2 separate regions of the Zea mays genome follow, and region 2 is linked to region 1. The links are chromatin contacts, called in public Hi-C maps. All regions are on one chromosome and are shown on one strand. Each heading gives the region's core, a stretch centred on a gene start, on an enhancer-like site or on the middle of the called end of the contact. The rest is flanking DNA. Distances are from core to core; before and after follow the strand shown. Region 1 holds the start of LOC103647205 (sterol 3-beta-glucosyltransferase UGT80A2). Region 2 holds the start of LOC100276832 (maternal effect embryo arrest 60).

Region 1 (3,247 bases), core at 506-3,005:
CCTAGTTAGTTGAGTGAATTTAGAAAAACCACACAACCCCTCGGCTCTTACGCGAGCCGTTGTAATTGTACCGAGTGGGACAAGAGTCTTGCGAGACCGTGACAACTGTGTTTATGTCACTACCGCCACTGTGTACTGGAGGGAACGAGGACTGCGACGTTTTCAGCCAGAAGCTCGATAGTGGAGACGGCGGGGAGCGTCCGACAGGAGCCAGAAGCGGAGCACCACTTGCGCGTGGAGAAGGCCCACAGCTCTCTACGAAGTTACTCGACCGAGGTGCTTGGCCCTCGCTTAGGCTCCCATTTGCGTAGGGGCACCAACGAGGATTAGTTGGAACCTTGCATGGTTCCGGATACCTCGATAAAAATACCGGCGTCATCCACAAGAGTTTTCATCTCTACCTTGCTTTTTACCTTCCGCATTTATATTAAGTATTCAAGTTTCAATCTTGTCTTTCTAGTTAGATTATATAGGATTGAAACTTAGGCTTTGCGGTAGAGATAACAACACTTAGACAAAACCTAGTTTGCACATTCTAGTTTGATTATTTGCATAGGTTTTGCTCTATAGCGTGCCACCGTTTCCTTCAAGCGCGCCACCCTCGTTTGTTGCGACAACGTCAGCATGGTCTACCTCTCCACCAATCTCGTGCAGCATCAGTGCACGAAGCACATGGAGATCGACCTACACTTTGTCCGTGAGCATGTCGCTGCCGGTGATGTTCCGGTTCTCAGTGTCCCCACTAAACTATAGTTAAGCCGACATCTTCACCAAGGGGTTACCGTCGAGTGTATTTTTAGACTTTCAAACCAGTCTTAACACCTATATAGAATAGAGTTGAGACTACGGGGTGTGTGTGTTAGAATACCCATTTAGGGTTTGAGGCTTACCCTGTGTAATTACTCTCTCACCACTGTGTAATGGGCCAGACCCAACTAACTCAGTCTATTAATACAACACCCAACCCTGTGTCTCAACCCCGTCCTCGTCGGGGAAATTTATCCCCACGAGGAATCTATCCCTATTAGTAAATACAATATTTGGATGCAAATTAAAATTAATTATATTAAATCAATATAAATTTAACAAATAAGATTTAAAAATACAAAATACGTCTTCTTTTTTAAGTATAATTTGTTATTTTATAATAAACTATATATTGATTTTTTAGTATAATTTTAACATACAAATAGACTAATTTAGATAAAGAAAACTTCGTGGGACGAGTATGCGGGGAACAGGAATTGTTTCCCATCCCGTCCCTGCGAACCTGACGGGAACAAAATTTTACCCATTTTGATTCCTATTCCTGTGGAAACTGAATTATCCATCCTCGTTCTATAAGTACTAATTTGGGAGCTAGATAACCGGATAGAATTAGAGGAGCTAAAATTATTTTCTTATTTAAATTTTAATAATAAGATGATTTTAGCTCCTCTTTCCTCTGTTTTTTGGCTTTCGAAATTACCTTAGGCTTGATTTGATAATAAGGGGATCACGGTAGATTGAGGGGAAAAATTATCCCCGGAGAATCGGGTCTCATTGATGGCTGATTTGGTGACTCGGAATCATGAGAGGATTGAGAGATTAAAAGAAAAATTAGTTTATTTTCCCCTAATTCTCGTGATTTGTTTGTCACCAAATTAACTATGACATGTCCGTTGACACGCCGGCATGCCATGAGGAGCCCGACGCCTATCAAACAGTACGTGTAGTGTAGCAGACTAGCAGCAGCTTTCGCCTGTGGACACCACATACCAGACGGTCGCTCAACCATTTTCAACGGCAGTTCGATCACCCGCAGACATGGTCCAGCACGCATGACGCATCCGGATCGTCCGTCAAGCACCTGCCACGAGTTCCCTACCCAACGCCCAATAGGCAATAGCCGTCTTCGTCCTTCGCTTCGCATCCCGTTCCGTGAGAAACCTCCGTCCGCGTTCCCCGTTTCTCTCTCCTTTGGGCTTTGGCTCCGAGCCTCCGATGACTCTCGTGGCGTGGCCCGCTTGGAGGTTGGTCTTCTAGAGGAGACCTTGCCCCTCGAGAGGGAGGAAGTGAAGGAAACTTCCAGAAGCCTTTCCCGCAGCCGATGAAGGAAACCAGCAGCAGCCATGTCGGCGGCCCCGGCGCTGAGGACGTCTGTTCCTCGTCCGGTGAGCACCTTTGGTTCCTTTCCCGATATCCGACCGATGATTATAGAAGTTTCTACTTTCCTTCTCCATCGTCAAATTCTTAGCCAATCTGGTTCTGTGTCGTGTACTCGTGTCCTCTATCGTACCAGTATTCTACGAAGCGATTTGATCCGCGTTGGTCTTAGGACTTGGTAGTGATGTTGTCGCGGTGTGGCATTGTCGCGTAGAAGGTTGATTCTGGCCTTCTAGGGGCCGATTTCGAGGGAGGCGTTATGGTTTGTGCAGACAGAAGGCTTCTTGCTGGTTTTCTGGTGAATTCTGCTGGGATTGCCGTGCTAATTCGAAGAAGAGGGGAGGTTGAATAGGGCCAATTTTTTGTTTTCTTGTGTTCCAGCGTAATTTCAGTTTGGGTCAGCAAACTGGTAGAAGTGGACGGACTTGGGGATTAAGGGAATTTTCATGCCTGATTCCTTTGACTGCACAGTGGTTGAAACTTTGACATTTTGTCTTCAAAGACTAGAAAGATATAGTATATTTTTTCAACTTATACGGCAGTCTGGTCATAGACGGCCTCTCCGGATAAATTCAGTCCTCTAGCGGGGTTTAAATGAGGTTTTCTATTTTAAATAGTAAAAATCTGGTTTACTCTCTAAAAAACCATTACTAATTTATTTTTAATCAGAAAACTGTGAAACCAGTACCTATTTTCTTTAAAAATGTTATCTATATGTTGCTGCTCTATTTGGAGTTGTTGGTAACTTGTGCATTTATGTTCCTAATTGCTTTATTGGTCATAATCGTGCTTATTATTTATTTATAACATATCAGACTAAACTAACTAAAAATAGAGTAGCAACAGATAGATACTATTTTTAGAAGAAAATTGGTAGTAGTTTTAGTTTTTTGTATTTAAAATAAATTATTTATGAATTTTTAGAGATTAAGTTGGATTTTTATTATTTTTAGAAAAGAAGACCACCTTTGAAACTAGCCAGAGGATGAAATATGTCAGTTTTTGACAATTGCAGGTCGTCTGGCAACTGGCATCCAACTTCATAGTTCAGGGTTGAAAATCGAACACTGTGCATGTTGTTTGAGTTTGAAAATTTGACTTT
Region 2 (3,247 bases), core at 333-2,832, 170 kb before region 1:
CCAACTGGACTAGATTCGTCTCGTCTTTTAATCTTTGGCTGACAAATTAGTTTTATAATCCGACTACATTTAATACCCGGAACGGAGGTTCAAACATTCGATGGGACAGGGGCTAAATTTTAGCGGGGTGTAACCAAACACCCCCTAAAGGGGACTAAATTGTAGGGACTAAAAATTAGCCCAGGTAACCAAACACCCCCTAGACTCTCATGCGTTCGGCTAAACAACTCCACATGACGCTGTCACATGGGAAACGGGTGCACAAAAAATCTGAATACAGCAGTTCGTCGTTCCATCGACTTTGAAGACTGCGATGCCTGTGTCACGAACTGGTCTTCAATGACTTGTTGGCCCATTGGCCTAGTAGAATGGGGGAAGTGCATTTGGAGAAACCGAAAAAAAAATGACGAAGTTTCGCTTGACAAATGCGGATGCTGCGACCTTCCACGCTCACAATACAGATAGTACATGACAAACTCAGACCTGAAAAACCTACCTGAGGGTGCTACAGAGTCAGTAGTTGAGATCTGGGACAATTGTTTCATATCAAGTTGAGAGACCAACCAGCAGCTGAGCTCCATCTCACCATTGCTTCGGACCTAAAGATTCTAGGCACATCTGACCAACTTCTCAAGTGCAAATACAAAGGCCAATTGCAGATAAAACCACAGCAGATTCACTTTGCTCCAAAACTCCAAAACACAATCATAATATCGCATGGATTTTACATATCTTAAATCTACAAAAGTCAGCTGCATTGTTCCCCCCTGGAAGTTCTCTCACGCCATCACCACCAATCACACACAAGAAAGACTGAGGAGGGATCACACAGATAAAGATCTGATCGAAAAACGGGTGCTTTGGTCAGAGTGTTCCTTGATCCGCCACCGACTAGCGTGTGAAGGCGTAGAAGACGGTGCCGATGTAGATGAGCATGGCGGAAGGGACGAGGGTGACGAGCGGCACGACGGCGGCCCAGGCGGCGGCCCCGCCGGCGCCGCACCCGAGTCGCCCGAGCTTCACCTGCACCACGTTGACGAGGGCCATCATCAGGAAGCCGCATCCGGCGACGGACCCCACGGCGGACGCGAGGATCCCGACGCGGAGCGCCGCGCGGTTGATCCGCGCGGTGCGGCCGCCGGCGGCGGAGGCGGAGGCGGAGGCGGAGGCGGCGCGGCGGCGGTGGGGCGCGGGGTAGGTGCGGACGAGCTGCTTGAGGCAGAGCGCGACGAGGCTGGAGAAGAGGAAGCAGGCGAAGGCGAGCACGTGGAAGGAGACGAGGTCCGACTCGGCGCGGTCCCCCGCGGCGCAGGGGTTGCCCGTGCGGTCGGCGCCGTCGGCGAGCCCCGGCCCGTCGGAGGAGGGCCGCCACGCCAGGCCCAGGAAGGCGGCCAGGGTGAAGAGCGAATTCACGTTCACGATGCCGTCCAGCGCCGTGATGTGGATGCTGGTGCCCCCGCCGCCGCCGGTCGCGACGTCGCCGTCCATGGCTGCTTGCTTCTTTAGACCGAGGAAGGAAGGAAGAAACTGGGGTGTGTGGATCGGATTGGCACTGCCAAGCCCAAGCTAGAGAAGCGTGGTCGGCTGGTCGGTGAGCACGTGTGTCCATATGACGGACCTCACGTCCTCACTCAGGTGCGAATGCGAGATGCGAACAAAGCAATGCGTGTTGAGACGGCGAAACTTGATTGGTCCAAAAATCATACTCCAAAAAACCAATCATTAGACTTGTCTCAGATCAAATTCTACCCGGATTGTTTATTTAATTTGTATAAATTTTGATCAGTTGAAACGATTCTAGGTATAATCTCACACAAACGAATATCGTATAGCGAGTTTGAAGTCAAACAGTCAGTTATGGATAACCAATGGATTTGCACGTGTGACATGTACGCGTTTATGTTCATAACATATGAGACATATGGAGTTATCTTAGGCCTCCTTCAGCACGGCTCTGACTCCTCTAAATATGACTCCAACTCTGGCTTCTCTTCAATAACGGTTCCTTTATAGGAGTCAGTATTCTCTACTACTCTATAAGCCTGCAGTGTAGGCGTCCACACCCCTGTGCACCATGTTCTGCCTCCGCGCCCTCCGGTCGCCCGCCGCCATCAGCGCCCTCCACCTCGCCCATCGCGCGCCGAAAACTTCGCCCGCCGCGCCCGATTCCTCCGACCCGCCTCGCCCGCAATCTCCGCCGTCGCGCCCATGCCCACGACATCCACCACCCCAACCTCCCTCCCCCCACGCCCGCGAGATCCCTCTGCCCACCCACCGCCCCTCTGCTCTCCGTCGATGGAAGGGTGCCATTGACGCCCTGCGATCCTCGCTACCCCCCACGAGGCCATACCATGCCCTCGCCCCCCCCCCCCCCCCCCCCGCATAGATCTTCGAAGAGGCTGCCACCCCGCCCCCATTCTTGGCCCCATCACCCTGTCCATGCGCGCCGCGGCGGCCCCTCGTCGGCGTCGGCCTCACTGCGGCACGGGCTGCACTCCTTCGCCCCGCTCGCGGCCGCGGTGTCAGACCCGGGCTTTAAAGGACAAAGCCGGGTGCATCTCATACATGCGCCAAAGAAGACAACATATATAATAATAGAGTGTATAGAGATAAATGTCACAATAATCAGAGTATTTATTACATAGCGGAAGTCTTACAAAATAAAAGATAAATATAACAGGATCTAAAATCCATCCTTGGCGCCAGAAAGTCAACTGGGAGACGCCACCTAGATCGAATTGAACTCCTCGTTGTGGCTCCACTTGAACCACCTGTTCTTCTCATGTGTGGGGGGTGTGAGACAGTAAGAGTGAGCTCACACATGTTCATTGCTCAACAAGTTGTGGGGAATAATGTGACATGAACTCACCAAAGGTGGGAGTTCATGTGAAGTGTAAGGTTGATCAATAAAATAAAGGCTGAAGCTGAGCATTGCTTTTATAAGTTGGTCAAAATTTTAATAGCAATTACTAAGTGTAAGTAAATACGAAACCATAGTAATAATAAGTAAAAATAATAATAAAATATTTCCAGATGCAATGAAATGACAAATTGAATTTAAGTTCCATAAATTAATCATGTGATTGTCCGAGCCGCTCATGACCGTGAGCACGGCTAGTATACCAGTTTTACACTCTACAGAGGTTGCGCATCTTTACCCACAAGTCGTGTTACCCATTTTCCACGGAGTTGATCAGACCTCATACACCTCTACTAAGGAAGCGAGACAGGGTACCACTACGAGGCC

The links. A called contact is a pair of places that touch in the nucleus more often than the background predicts.
Region 2: a Hi-C map of ear shows a contact between it and region 1, with 1.9 times the contacts expected there. The contact joins the promoter of LOC100276832 here to the promoter of LOC103647205 in region 1. A contact is called at or near these places in 2 of 25 Hi-C or Micro-C datasets (ear and leaf).

The regions. Positions count from the first base shown.
Region 1 is chr2:162,152,729-162,155,975 of Zm-B73-REFERENCE-NAM-5.0, reverse strand. It overlaps LOC103647205 (sterol 3-beta-glucosyltransferase UGT80A2), which reads left to right and starts at 1,755. Exons shown (of 14, transcript XM_008671776.3): 1 at 1,755-2,153. The coding sequence starts at 2,090.
Region 2 is chr2:162,318,113-162,321,359 of Zm-B73-REFERENCE-NAM-5.0, reverse strand. It overlaps LOC100276832 (maternal effect embryo arrest 60), which reads right to left and starts at 1,582. Exons shown (of 1, transcript NM_001150541.2): 1 at 663-1,582. The coding sequence starts at 1,488. The coding sequence ends at 892.